Linked DNA regions of Zea mays: region 2 is linked to region 1. Evidence: chromatin contacts called from public Hi-C data. All regions are on one chromosome and are shown on one strand. Each heading gives the region's core, a stretch centred on a gene start, on an enhancer-like site or on the middle of the called end of the contact. The rest is flanking DNA. Distances are from core to core; before and after follow the strand shown.

Region 1 (7,052 bases), core at 3,815-6,314:
AACACTTATCTGCTGAACATGACATTTTTAGGCCAACATTATGCACCATACAACATAGCAGTTCTAATCGTCATCCTATAAAACTTGCCTTTTAGCTTATGTGGCACCCTCTTGTCAGTTGTCACATAGAACACCGGTTGTTTGGTACCACTTCTTCCACCCTGCTTTGAATCTATGGCTAACATCTTCAATAATATCCTCATCTCTCTGTAGCATTGATCCTAAATACCGAAAGGCATCCTTCCTAAGCACTACTTGACCTTTCAAAATAGCATTTCCTTCCTCATGTGTAGTAGTGCCGAAGTCACATCTCATGTATTCAGTTTTAGTTCTACGAAGTCTAAAACTTTTAGACTCTAGAGTCTCCTGCCATAACTCCAGTTTCTTATTTACTCATATCTGGCTTTCATCAACTAACACTACATCATCCGCAAAAAAACATACACCAAGGGATATCCCCTTGTGACCTCATCCATCACCAAGACAAAAATAAAAGCAAGATGGAGATGAACCACAAGAGCAAACTAGTGTACATAGAGAATAAAATGGAGAAGGATGAACATTCTGGTGGAGCTGGAGAACCTGGAACGAAAGCTAGAGATGGAGGCTTCCAACTTCCAAGTGGATGACGATTTAATTTCTTACTCTTTCTTTTGCAACTTTGAAACTTGTGTCATGCTGTGCAATTTCCATTTCGGAACTTGTTTAATTCTGGAACTGCTACTTGTTTGATGCTGCACTTGGCTTGCTGATTGCTTGGTTCTAAACTTCTAATTGCTTTTTTGCTTTGGGTATTGGACTATTGGTTGTTTACTTACTATACCATTACCACCATTCCACTACAGTTCAAAGTTTACTGTTATTAATCTCTTTCCTACGTTCTTTCAGCAACTTAGATGCTGCTGCAGCAGATATGGGGATCAGGACACTGGACAGGTAAGTAGCCATTGCCATTTCTCAATTTATGGTACTATATTCAATCTAAAAAAATATATGCTATATTGCAATTATGCATGAGTATATATATAGTAGAGTGTACAGGCATATATGCAGGACGATTGACTACCGACTACTAACCGATTAATCGGACCTGATCGGGGACTAATCATGATTAGTCACCTGATCGATCCTCATACGATTAGGTCCGATCAGCCAACCTGATAATATTGCACCACAAAATATTCTTTGGTATTTTTTCATAAGTCTTCTCCAAGTTGACGAAAACTATGTGTAAGTCCTTCTGCTCCCTATAATTTTTTCGGGTTTTGTCTCCATTAGAATGGCTAGGTTCAATGTTGGCTCGTCAAGCCTATCACAACTCTCCTCCTTTACCAGGGCAAGGTGCTGGAAACCAAATCTTTTTTTGTGGCTAAGATTAGATCAGACAAGAAGAGTCCATATTCTTTTTTTAGAAAGAGAGTTGTTATTCCTTGGTCTCAGTGAAAATTTCCCGTGTGCTTGTAAAACTAGAATGGAGGGAGTATATAGCAATAATATTGCATTGAGTAAATGTTCCACAACATGCATTCAGAAGAGATGTGACATCCTTGCAATTCTTTTAGAGCACAATAAAGTATATTAAACCAAACCACCTATTAAATTGATGGTCCTTCACTCCTTCCCTATTTATTAGAGATGGATCATCTATACAGCTAGAAGTCCAACAAAGATTCAACAAAATCTAAACAAAGTAGTAGGACTTGAAGGTAGATAAGTTTGCACAAAGCCACAAACTAAAGCCAAAAATCTGAAATAACTACCCTCTAGTTCTATTTTAAAAAAAACTTCCCTATATTAAGAACTCAATTCTGTTGATCAACTAATAGTGTTGTCAGATACACTTGGAAGAAGGGAGAAAAGAAGGACAAATATTGTATGATCATAATATAAAAGAAGACAGTATACTGAACAAAGAGTATAGAGGTCATTGGACAACTTACATTCTTGCTGAAGGTCTATCACCTTCAGGGTTAAGTTTCTGCCACCTATATGGTTTCTGTGCTGTGTCCAATGCCCAAGCATCTGACAAGGCCCGCTTTCCTGTACCCAAAAGATGGGGGATAAGTAGGGGCGAAGCCACGTTTGCCTTTCCTTGGTGCATGTGCACCATGGTAAAAACAAAACTTTGTTAATAGTAATAGCTGCCTCAAATCTTCCATGTATTTTCTTTAAAATTGTATAATTATTTTATATTCTTCGATAGAGTGTGTGTGCACCAGGGCCAATTTTGAGCTGGCCTCACCCTTAAGTCCTGTTTGTTTCCTTTCATTTTGAGGAATTGGAATCTTACTAATGGAATAGACTATTTTTTTTTAGAATGTGACATTCCACCACTTTCCAAAGTTATCATATAAGCCTATCTCAAATTCATGGGACGAGAGATGGAAATTGATTTTATAGATTTACATGCTATTTTTCCGATGTACAACTTATAACACACTCTTCTACTTGCTTCACTATAACATAAATATAGTATATAACTATCTCGCTCATATGATTTAGGATAATATACAAATATATTACGGATAATATACAAATATATTACATATATAAATATATGAACTTAATTAGTTTTGTCTAAATTATAATTATTAAAATGGAATTCAATTCCAACGAAACAAACAGGACCTTAGGGATAAGCCCAGGAAATTATGTAAAGAATTGCTGATCACAAACCCTTAAAAGAAACAAAATAGATCACATCATTTAGCTGAACTGTATTCATGAGTAACAAACTAACAAGTAGCCCATAATTTACTACTGAGAACTAGAATACTGAAACAGGACATATCTATTTTTGAAGAAATTGCCTTATCTTCTAAATAAATGTTACTTGATGTTTCTTTTTTTGTAGAATATCTACAAGTACTTATGAAATTTATATTGGCAACTATATCTTCTTAGAGAAAGACAGGCCTGGTGCAATGGTGACACCTGTCTCACTGAGTCACCAGGTCGTGGGTGTCTCTTCGTATATCTGAGGGAAACGCTTGCCTCAGTTTATCCCTTCCCCAAAGCCCACTCATGTGGGAGCCTCCGACACAGGGTATGCATTTTTTAACTATATCTTCTTAAAACTGTTGTTACATTGGGAAATTATTTGTCTACTCACAGAACAGAAATGACCAGAAATGTTGTAAACCAGCAATCCTTGGTGCAGAGTGCAGACTAGTAATTTTGATGAAAAACAGACAATGTTGTAGCTCTGTTTTCTACTTATCTTGTTAGCAGAATACAAGGATACACATTATGGAAAAAGGAAGTTAAAAGAGTGTTACTGGTCAAATAAAATGGCCTTCTAGAAATAAGTGTGACGTCATAGTAATTATTGCAGAAATACATTTAAGAGGAGCTGTGCATATAGGAGCTAACCGTCATTTCCTGAGACAGTAACAAGATACCGTTGAGCTACCAAATCCATGCAGTGACCATAGCGAGGACCAGGCCCCGCCCCTTGAACAACAACCCTGCAACAAATGCCAGAGAAAGAAAATGTCAGATCGCAAACCGACAAACAAGATAAAAAGGAAAGCACATGGTAAAAAGAAACAGGGTGTCTTGAGTCAACCTAACCTGTGCCATTTAAACTTGTCGTTTGTGAGGTCAAGGACATAGAGATCGTCTGTGGAGTGCCCTGCTGGTCCAATTCCACCCTGCGTCACCATTTTGTAAATCACAACTGAAAAAAGTTGGCGCAGAAATGGAATTTGAAGATCCCAAGTCCCTAGTACCTGGAAAACAACCATGGTGCCCACTGCAGCTGCAGCATGCGCGGCCCTCGGAGACGGAGGCTCTCCAGCAGGATGTAACCTGCAGAAATGTAGAATGTAACCCCGATCATTCAGTGAATCCATAATCCATTTCACCACAAACAATGTTACGCAAAGCTGGCAGTCACCACACTACCACAAGGACACATTCCAAACAAGCAAGCGACATAACAAGCACTGAATTATGGATGGAAAGCATACAATTCTATGAAGTTCTGGTCAGAATAAAAAAAATACATACAAAGTTCACCGCACTAACCAAACTATTATCGCAGACAGAACCTACAAAATTGACCTCCAGTAAAGCTCCAAAGCAAGAGCAGGAGTCGAAATTGAGCTAAATGCCCGCGTTCCAGGAAGCGAGGGGAGCGAAATCTAAAGAGGGCAGTGGCTTGTACCTCGTCCACCTGCGCGTCTCCACGTCGTACGAGTGCACCGAGTTCGTCACCCCCGCGAGCCCTTCAGTCACAGCCAAAGGACGCCGCCGTTAGATCGCGCAAAGAAGGAGCAAACCGCGGGAGGGTGAGACTGTAAAGCTTAGCTGGCGCGAGGGGCGGGAGAACCGAACTGATGCCGGGGAGGCCCGAAGATGCGCCGGTCTCGATGGCGGTGGCGCCGCCGAAGAGGATGAGCCGCGGGCCGTGGCCCTTGGTAGGCGCGACGGCGGTGAGCGAGTGGGCGCACCTGAAGCCCGGCGCGTCGTCCCCCGCGCCCTCCCACCCCTCCACCTCCCTGTACGCCGGCGCCGGCACCACCCACGCGCCCTTCCCCGCTGTCCCCATCCGCTCCTCCTCCTCCTCCTCCTCCTCCTCTTCCTCCTCACAAACCCCTAAACTCCTCCAAACGCTAAACCCTAAGCCTCGGACGCCGCCCCCGCCGCAGCCCGCAGCCGCGTGGGATCCGAGGGAGCGAACACGGAGGGAGAGAGAAGGGGGGAGCAGAAGCGCAGCGCAGTGGAATTCGGAATTCGTGAATAGGACGGGGGAGACGACGGCCGCGGTGACAGGTAGTAGGGTGGGAACGCGGCGGGGCCCTGGTGGCGGTGGGAGGGGGTTCATAGGGTGGGACCGGAGTGTCGGTGGCACGTGAGTAAGTGCGGCTGTGGATGTCGGGAGTCAATGGGGGTTGCTGTCAGTGTCAGCGACAGCTCAGGAGTGGGAGGAGTACGCCGGAGCGGAGTAAATGGCGGGCGCGGCCGCCGCCGTGTGGGAACTGGAGTGTGGGGCTCCTCCCGCTGCCAAGGCTCCGTTTTGATAGCCAGTGCGGTGCGGGTCCCAATTTCCAGACCACACCTTGCTGTGTTTCTCCATCCTAGATCCAGAATCATCAGTATTTCTCCTTCCTCAGATCATAGGCATGTCTAGTGCTGTGAATATGGTCCAGTCTTTTTGAACCAGCACGAGTACGATACGAAAACAGGAGTCTAAAGTACGGTTTGACATGAAATAATATGGACCGATCTAGCATGGCTCGAAGGCGGGTCTGGTTGGGCCTCCAGCACGGTCCGCACAGATGGGTCTCCCATCTTAGACCGGCACGGCCCAATAAAACCCAAGTTATTTAATTACTTTAATTTAGTAAGCTATCGACTTTATATTGCTATGATATTTGGAGTTTATGTGGTGAAATGATGATATGATTGTTTAATATCTTTAATTTATAAGCTATGGACTTTATTTGGTTGTAATATTTTGATTTTATGTGGTCAAATATATGGGTCGGGCTTGGGCCGTCACGGCCCAACGAACACATGACCTGGTTTAGGGCCGGGCTGGACCACTGTTTTTATACTTCCGGCTGGCACTGTACCGTCCAAAAGGATTTTGGGCTTTTCTAACTCGAATCCGTTTGACACGAAGCACGATAGGCTTGGGTCGGGCCAGCTGACCCGGTCTAATTCCCAGCACTATTCATGTCAGAATACCCCGTTGGGAATGGATTTTCTTTTCTTAGAAAAAGTAAAACATTAGAAAATTCTTTATGCGCTGTTGAAAATTTGTATTTATCTTATTTGCTGTTAAAAAAAATAAGTTCTTTATCTGTCGTCGTCTTTAACATCCGTGCATTTGTCCACCGTTATCGACTTATTCCATATAATTTGATTAGGCTATGTTCAGTATATGATTGCACAAAACACTGTTTTACAATATAGGGTTTCTCTATTTTATTATGTTTTACAATATAGGGTTTCTCTATTTTATTATGAAACAGGAAGAAGATACATTTACATTCATTACATGATCGGCTCGTGGCCTGGTAAACGAACTCCTAAACTACCTTACTCGACAACGGAATAGAAAGGAAAAGGGATTACACCACCAAAATCTCTACTGTCATTGCGTGTTCTGCCACCATTCCATATTATTCCATGTCCTGCTATTCTCATTCTCCCCTTCCCGCAAAGATCATTCCCATTCCCCCGTACAGCTTATGTCTAGCTAAAAATTAAAAAAACACAACAGATGGCTCTCGAGGGGATTTGAACCCGCAACCCCTTAGGCAAATGCGAGCAGTAGCTATTGCTACACCACATGTGTGTTTATGTTTACATCTATGACAGGAAAAATATCTATTGCATCTCTTCTCAAGCCCACATGCTACCCTTGCATAATATGTAGTAATAAATAAGTATCATCGAGATTGTTGAATTATATTTTTGGATGGAATGAGTAGTATTTAAAGAAGAGCCTTGCATGTAATTTCTTTTGTTTGAATAATGTTTTCAACTTAAAATCCTTTTTTTGCATGTGTGGCATTTATTCTTCGTAATATTTTTTTAATGGATCTGACTTGTGAGTCATTTTCATAAATCAACGCCAAGGATAAATCCGTATTTCTTACTTGGAAACCCCGAACAAACACCACTAGCAGGAGGCGCTTGCGTTGGCGTCGTTCATCGACAATGAGAAGAAGCTTGGCGACTACCAGCTCGACCTCTGGAAGCAGTCCTACGTGGCTGCATGCGCCGTTATGTACGACAAGCTTCGGCGCAGCCGTCGCTTGGACGCGGTTCAGAGCGGTTGCACCACACTGTCTACCGTCCAGCAGAGGTACCTCATGGTCATCGCCAACGTCGACGACTCTCGGGTTATTCTAGGCACTGCATCCGACGACGACGTCATCATGCCGTCCAGCTCATCGTCCACCTGAAGCCCAGCCTGCCACGTAAGTCGCTACTGACCGGCCATGCATTCTTGTGCGCTAGGACAACGATCGTTCTGGCGTTGCGTGAGTGTCCTCGAACATGATGTATATAGAGGAGTAGTGCATCCGGTGGTGCTA
Region 2 (7,829 bases), core at 4,796-7,295, 730 kb after region 1:
GATCCGGATTGAACTGATTTATACCTTCGACTTCACCATTGGCATCTTCACTATTATTCTCTTGAACTTCAACTTGTATTCCGGGGTCATTGCAAACTCCACTAGCGCGAGTACTTGGTCTACTTCCACTTGAAGCTTGACTGAAATAGCTCTTTAAATCTGTCATTTCACGAAGCATATAACATGTATTAGATAAATAGAAGACATTACAACAGTAGAGTGTTCACATAATATAGAGAAATACTTTTTTGGGCCATATTCTTTGCCTTGTTTTTGTTTCTATCCAAGACTGCTATTTAGAAAATTGAAAAATCTACACATTGAAAAATCTAATGGATTAGACACGTATAATCAAATAAATTAGAATTGAACTGCGCGTAGAGCACTAGACTATATTCAATAATTCAAATACTAAAATACCCTATCAGCCAACCACGTAGAGGCAGCGCAGACAGCAGACTAGGCGACTGGCGACTAGCTGCTACTGCTACTGTCTAGCGTCAAGCGGATTAGCGGAGCACTGGAGGCTGGAGCAGGCACTACCGCACTAGGCAGCAGACCAGCAGAGTAGCAGTCGAGCAGAGCTGCAGCCTGCAGAGGCAGGCGACTAGACCAGGCAGCCAGCGGCCAGCCGCAGCCGGTCGTGGCCAGCCTGCAGATCCTGTACTGCTGCCTGCAGCGCGGACCTGTGGAGGTGGAGCGGCGTTGCGGCGGCGCTGTGCGCGAGCGGAGACGCGGAGTAGCGGTCTGCGGCTATAGGGCAGGCGAACGACGCTCGATCGCTGATGACCTAATCTCTATTTGGGCCGGGCCAAGGTATTGCTCAGGCAATTCTGGACCCTCCGCCCCTGGCTGGGGGCTGGCCTCCCCGCTCAACCTGGTCAGTTCAACTTCACAGCACCGCACCACACACCTGACCTGAGTAGCATCATCTTGCCAGATTATTTCACAGCACACAGAAACTACGGATTACAGCTCGTAAACCTCGGACGTGGATCTCAAGGAAATATCTTTCATTCTTAATTTTCTTGGTCGTAGAGGAAGACAGGGCCTGCCACCTACGGAGCCGCGTCGGGTCTCGTCACCCTTCCGGTCGACCGCTGACTGTGACGCCGGAGTCGTCCCGGTCTCCGAACTGCGGTGCAAGGGGAGGCGGCTCTGCAGAGACCACGGTGGCGACGTTGGACTCAGCCGGAGGTGGAGCGCATCACGGGCGGTGGCGGTTGCGATGCCAAGTCGAGATCGAGAGTAAATCGAGGGTGATGTCGAGGCAGGATGGAGAGAAAACCGACGGACGGAGGATGTTCGAGGGGAAGTGTGGGCAACAGAACGAACAGTCCAGATTGATGGGAGGCAGAACGGTGGGAGAGGCAGAACAGTGGGAAGGCAGAACTAGAGGAGGCAGACTACTCTTAGGTTCTTAATAAGTAGTAGAGATTATATATTTGTATTTTGACTAGTGATCAAGTTCCAGTGGCACATTCAAATTGCTCAACAAGAAGTTTAGGGGGCAAAACGCTTTCTAAAATTGCCACCATCTCCGACCATTCCGCTTACAATTCTCTTCCTATCTATACTTTTTATTCTTTTTTACTACATCACCCTAAAAAGTACTCCCCAAATGGAACGTTTCCAACCATTCACTCTATCCAGTTTCCAACCATTCACTCTATCGAGCTCCTTGTGTATACTATAATTTAGTTATTTCACTTTTTATCAGTTTTTAAAGTTTAAAAATTATATACTATTTGTACTAGCATAATACGCAATGTTTTTAGGTTGTTGTAATTCAAAGAGGTTAATATTATAAAGAAATAGACTAATTAAAGTGTGAGGAAGCTACCTCTCTACCCCGCCCCGCTTGGGGCACTGAGCCACTGAAGGGCTTGTTCGGTTAGGGGTGGATTGAAGGGGATTGGAAGGGATTAAATCCCTTTCTATACAAATTTAAATAGGAGGGGATTAAATCCCCTCCAATCCCCCTCAAACCTCTTCAAACCGAACAAGCCCGAAGGTGGGGTGGGGGGAGATGTACGGTTGAACGTTGGAGGTGATAACGGACATAGTCACATAGCAAAGTAGTTAGGAAATCTCTTGGTTTGAACTTCACAGGCACGCTAAGCTAGCTGAGTACTATATAGCTTCTCCCTCCATTTCTTTTTCCAAGGCCTATTTGTTGAAAAAAAAGTCTTTCAAGGTGTACTTTGGGCATTGATTTCTGGTACAATACGTTGTCAATTACTACTATAACCCAACATATAATGCCAAGAGACGAGTGGATTACGAATTTATTGGCGTATATCCTTTTGTGCAAACATATATGTTTGTGAGTCGTGAGTGACTAATCGAGGGTCAAATCTTACAATGTTTGACTTTTTCTGCATTTTGATACACTCGAAACGGAGAGAGGGTTATTCGTCGTCACTAATCTATAATACTCACACGAATATCGCTGGGAAAAAAAACTTACTCAAGCACAAATTCATCAACATAAACAAGTAACAGTTTAGTTGTTTTTTTCAGATATAATCCAATTACAGCTAGTGCAAGGTAGAGATGCGAATCCTTACCTGCAAAACTCGCTCGCCAATTCGATATGATGTTCCAATTCTGCAGAGGAGGAGGCCAGGCGTCCATGCATGAATACTGCACACCTACAACTCCAACACTTTAGTCAAAATCATCGAAGCATCGAAACTAAAAAAAAAAATTGAGGGTGGCAAGCGTGTGGTTAAATTATTACCTCAGGACGATTGTCCGTGGGATGAGCTGCTGTTGAAATTGAAAGGCCCAGAAATGAAAACGAGATGGGTAGATGCATATATAATATATATGTATTCCGGATTTAAATCTAGTAGCCACCTTTCCTTGGTGCATGGCGTTCGTATAGGATGCCTGGGCACGTACACGTCCGCGGACAGCTAGCAACGGGAGGGGAAAACAAAAGGCGTGACAAGGACAACGGCGACTCGCAGGGTATTCCTGTCCAGCAGCATTCACTAGTTGTTCTGGGCGAAAAGACCCCTGAAAAAACTTAGGCAAACGGTGGATATATATATATATATATATATATATATATATATATATATATATATATATATATATATATATATATATATATATATATATATATATATATATATATATATATATATATATGTATGCGCGCGCGCGCACATTAATGCATATTATACATACAGGTCAAGTGCATAGTATATATGACGTTATTAACTGTTACAAGCAGAGCATATCACCGTCACGCACAAAAACATGGATACATGTGCACATGTATGTCGTGTGGATGGATAGACAGATAGGTAGGAAATTTGTATTGCAAGCTATAATGACCTAGCGCGCTAGTGCGCGTCTAGTTGGTTGGCACACGGACGGAACGGGGGCCGGACCCGGCCCCGGCCGGGCGAGGGTGCATGGGCGTGGTCCCTACTAGCGTCTGTCTGTGCTATGCTACACGGGACGGGAAGATTGGACTGTGGGATTGGATGGTGCCCTACCATTTCCATTCCAAGGTCAGGGACGACGGCCGGCCCCATAGTCGTACACTGCACCCCACACTCTCTCTATCTCCGTCTCTCTAAGAGAGAGAGAGAGATAGCACAAAGGCACAAAGCTGCGTGCCGTAAACTTCCACGGGCCTACCCCCGCGTACTATGGACGATGCTGCTGCCGTCCTGTGTACTGTTCCGATCTTTCATCCCTCTTGATTCCCGGCTGTACCCATCAGTCGTCGTTCATCATCACCAGCCTAGGCCATCACAAATTTAACGCACCTCTCTCTGTCTGTCTGTCTCTCAATAACGCTGAGTGACGACCCTATTGTTATTATTGTTATTGTTATTATATTTTGTAAATAAAGAAATGAACGGATATTGCGGAGTCGCAAATCACTCACCGTGCATGCATCATCGTGTGGGGAGTGGGCCTCTGGGGACCCCAGAAAAGATGCCCCCGTTGTCAAACTCGCCTTCCCCGTGATCTTCTAGTGCCAGCCTTGTTGTTAATTGCCATGCTCCGCTGCCGCCGCCCGCCTCCCCTTCCCTTCCCCTCGTCAGAATAATGCCCACCTCCGTCCGTACACGCATGCAATAATATAATCACCTTTTGGCAAAGAAAAAAGAAGAGGCACACAAGTCCGTCAGTGATTGTGTACCACTGCACAGGTTAACTACATCCAAAATTACCTGTAGGGTCAGCTTCATCTGCTCCAGATTCTGGAGTGGACGAACGAGCACTTCTTCCCTGGGGCCAGAAAAAAAAAGGAAGTGGTCACTAGCAGTTACAGTCAAAAGGTAGGTCGTAGGTAGGTACTTACCTGGCACTGGCATGCAGTCCTTTTTATTTTCTGGCTCAACCGCAAGTCCGGTCCTGCGCGGAGAGGAAAGGGAGAACAGATGGTGACATCGATTCTAGGAGCACGTACGCATCTATATATGTATCCGCTGAATTCAAACAACGACAGTTGATAGCTGGCATATAAAATCTCCAGAACTAGTAACATATATATGCACATATCCAATCTTCAGAAAACAATAACATAATGCGAATATATGCCATGCCACCCTACACGCCAACAGACAACGCAAGGCTCCAGAATGGATGAGATCCGTTGCATGCATGGGGAATCAAACGACAACGAAATGGTCAGCTGGAAACGAGACCTACAAAATTCACCGATCAGAGCTCTCTCTCTCTCTCTCTCATTCGTGGACACGTTTGCGTTTTGTTTAATTGGCGAGGAGCATCCGCCCTCACATGCATGGGCACACAGACGACGGATGCCGTTACAATCCTAATCATGGATAAAGAAACGCTCGTTCCCTAGACAAGCAAAAGATACCCAGCAATAATACGCCAATTGACTAGCCCGTTCCCAGTACATTACTCAGAGAGAAATTTGTCTCCTCCAGTGGACCCCTTTTTTGTATGAAAGAAGAAAACAAAAATTCAAGGGCGCTTAAGTTCCCTCCTTGCAGTGATCAGTGCCTCCATTGACGCTAGCGACAGTCAATCGGACAAATCATTAATTATACTCGCGTACCTGCATCGCGATTATGGGAAGCTTGATTCTTGACAGACATCCAGCGCCCGCGACGTGCTTCTATTGGTGTTGGACCGGAGCAGTAACCATTTCTGATTAGAATTGCTAGCTGCCGGCCGGCGATAAACAAAGGAAAGATGCTCTCTGTCCTGGAATACGAACATCACTGACATCGCCTTTTTTTTCCCTCCCCCCACGACCCTAACTGTGATGATTGACCAAGCCTTTTCCTTCCTCACCAGAAAGAAGTGACCCAGTGAGTGAGTTACCGTACCTGAAAAGCAAGAAGAAAAAAAGGACAACACTTTGGTCTGACGCATAAAATCTTGCAGGTGACAAAGAAAATGAGATGCACATGCACGGAACGAACAGCAGCTAAGACAAGGAGTCTTAATTAGCAACAGATGAAAGGTGGACAAGAGGCCTCTTCCCAACTGTGTGCTCTGCCGTGCATGGAGCACCCGTGACACAGAAGTAGCTGCGGAAAAGAGAGAGAGAGAGGGAGAGAGAGAGAGAGAAAACCGGCTGCTAAATGTCACAGTCACTTACCATGGCAGCAAGAGCATCAATCCGTGTCCTAATAACATGAACTCTGGTCTTTCAAAAAAAAATAAATAACATGGACTCTGAATATGGACACGCGTGTTTCACTTTCACTGGGCTTGTGCCCGAAGAAACACACCGGGCATGCATGGGAACCGGGGTGCAAAGGAAGATGGAGGGTGGTTTAATGTAACAGTTTCTTGCACAAAGGTCACGACAATTAAATATCGGTGGAGGTGGCTACGGGGCTACCCCACCGATTTTGGCACCAGACATAGATTCTTAGGAGATGATGAGGCAGACGCCCACACACACAGCCGGAAGCAGGCCAAGGGAAGGGCTAAACCTCCATCCCTTGGCACAAGCCCCACAAGCCACAACCACCACCTCCACCTCCACCACCACCTTTAAAAGAAGGGTGCTAAAGGGCTGTCCTGCGAAGAAAAGGAGAGGAGTGCCCCTAGCCTTTCCTTGCTTTCCACTGAAATCTCCTATCTGCAGCCATGCAGTTGCTCAATCCTGGCCTCAGATGAAGCCCAACCATTCATTGGTATATAAGTCGCTACAACCTTTGCAATTTCCCACTACTTCAGAACATCGTCGAAGAAGCTCTGTGCTACCGGAGAAGGTGTTCGTCGTCGTGCATAATTATACATTCCGCAGACCTGTAAGCTCTGTGAGTTTGGTTGGAGCTCCCAGGTTCTGCATTGCGTTGAGATGGGGAGGCATTCTTGCTGCTACAAGCAGAAGCTGAGAAAGGGGCTCTGGTCCCCTGAGGAGGATGAGAAACTCATGAATCACATAACAAAGCATGGCCATGGCTGCTGGAGCTCTGTTCCCAAACTCGCTGGTATGTACGATGAAATTTTTCTTCCCTTGGTCCTCAGTTATCAACTCTCAATCCTCCCCTTCTCCTCCCTCTGCATTTTTCTCATTTCCAATTGCCAGCTGAAACCCCTCTTGTCTCTCAAATACCTCTCGGTCAGTTCAATTATCTAAATTCGAGAAGACAAATTGTTGCAGGGCTTCAAAGGTGCGGAAAGAGTTGTAGGCTGAGGTGGATAAACTATCTGAGGCCAGACCTCAAGAGAGGGGCATTCGCCCAAGACGAAGAAGACCTCATCATCGAGCTGCACGCTGTCCTCGGGAACAGGTAAATTTGAAGCCTGAAGAAGTAGTATCAGAATTCTAGACTGCATATGTGCAAAGCAGCAGTTGGTAATTTAGCTGATATTAGCACTTTACTTTTTCCATGAGAAGGTGGTCTCAAATTGCAGCGCAGCTGCCAGGGAGGACTGATAATGAGATCAAGAATCTATGGAACTCGTGCATCAAGAAGAAGCTGAGGCAGAAAGGCATTGATCCCAACACCCACAAGCCACTTACTGAGGCTGATCGCGGCGGTGCAGCTCCCACCATCAGCACCGAGAGAACCTCAGGGTCCAGCGACGTCAACCCATCAAGCACTGGTCCTCTGGGGAACTTGAGCCCCCTCCTCAGCGAGACGGCTCAATCATCAATGCTGATGCCCGTGTACGACAAGAATCGTGCTGAAACACCAAACTTGGCACGCCCTAAGCTGCCACCAAAGGAGCTGTTCCTGGAGCAGCTTACTGCTGGACATGAGAGTCCATCAACCTGCCACTCATCAGGCCAAACTCTCTATTTCCCTTTCCAACAGCCTTTAGGCTACAACAGTGAGAGTGGCAGCAGCGATGGGGCGAATATGAATTCACTCTGGTTCAACCAGAGTGACTTCAACTGCAGCACAATTTCTACAGTGATGCCGCCAGTTTCACCATCGGCCCTCTCTACATCAATGGGGCTGAATCTTCCACCTGATAATCCTCGACATGGAGGAACTGGCATTGGAAGTACCGCAGTAGATTCATTCTACTGGGATGGTACTAATCCTAGCAGCAGTAGCAGTACTGGGAGCAGAGGGAGCAACAGTATGGGATTTGAACCACAGAGCACGAGCACAATTCTGGAGAACAGTGTCTTCCCATGGACAGACATTGGACAAGAAAAAGATACAAGGGCTCACCTAGTTGCGGAACTTAAGTGGCCTGACTCCTTTGCCGAGACGACCACAGCCATGCAGAACCAGAGCCAAACGCTTTATGATGATGTGATCAAGGCAGAGAGCCAATTCAACATAGAAGGGATATGTGCTTCTTGGTTCCAGAATCAGCAGCCACAGCAACAGCTGCAGGTAGCACCAGACATG

What was found. A called contact is a pair of places that touch in the nucleus more often than the background predicts.
Region 2: a Hi-C map of ear shows a contact between it and region 1, with 2.5 times the contacts expected there. The contact joins the promoter of LOC100272313 here to the promoter of LOC100383776 in region 1. A contact is called at or near these places in 2 of 25 Hi-C or Micro-C datasets (ear and tassel).

Annotation. Positions count from the first base shown.
Region 1 is chr8:131,932,201-131,939,252 of Zm-B73-REFERENCE-NAM-5.0, forward strand. It overlaps LOC100383776, which reads right to left and starts at 5,065. Exons shown (of 21, transcript XM_008657072.3): 1 at 4,339-5,065; 2 at 4,169-4,229; 3 at 3,732-3,810; 4 at 3,574-3,653; 5 at 3,373-3,467; 6 at 1,941-2,040. The coding sequence starts at 4,828.
Region 2 is chr8:132,657,600-132,665,428 of Zm-B73-REFERENCE-NAM-5.0, forward strand. It overlaps LOC100272313, which reads left to right and starts at 6,046. Exons shown (of 3, transcript NM_001146797.1): 1 at 6,046-6,449; 2 at 6,623-6,752; 3 at 6,860-7,829. The coding sequence starts at 6,317. It overlaps LOC103635907, which reads right to left. Exons shown (of 13, transcript XM_035961804.1): 2 at 5,057-5,330; 3 at 4,331-4,383; 4 at 4,200-4,257; 5 at 3,911-4,116; 6 at 2,863-3,024; 7 at 2,744-2,772; 8 at 2,571-2,646; 9 at 25-159. The coding sequence starts at 3,917.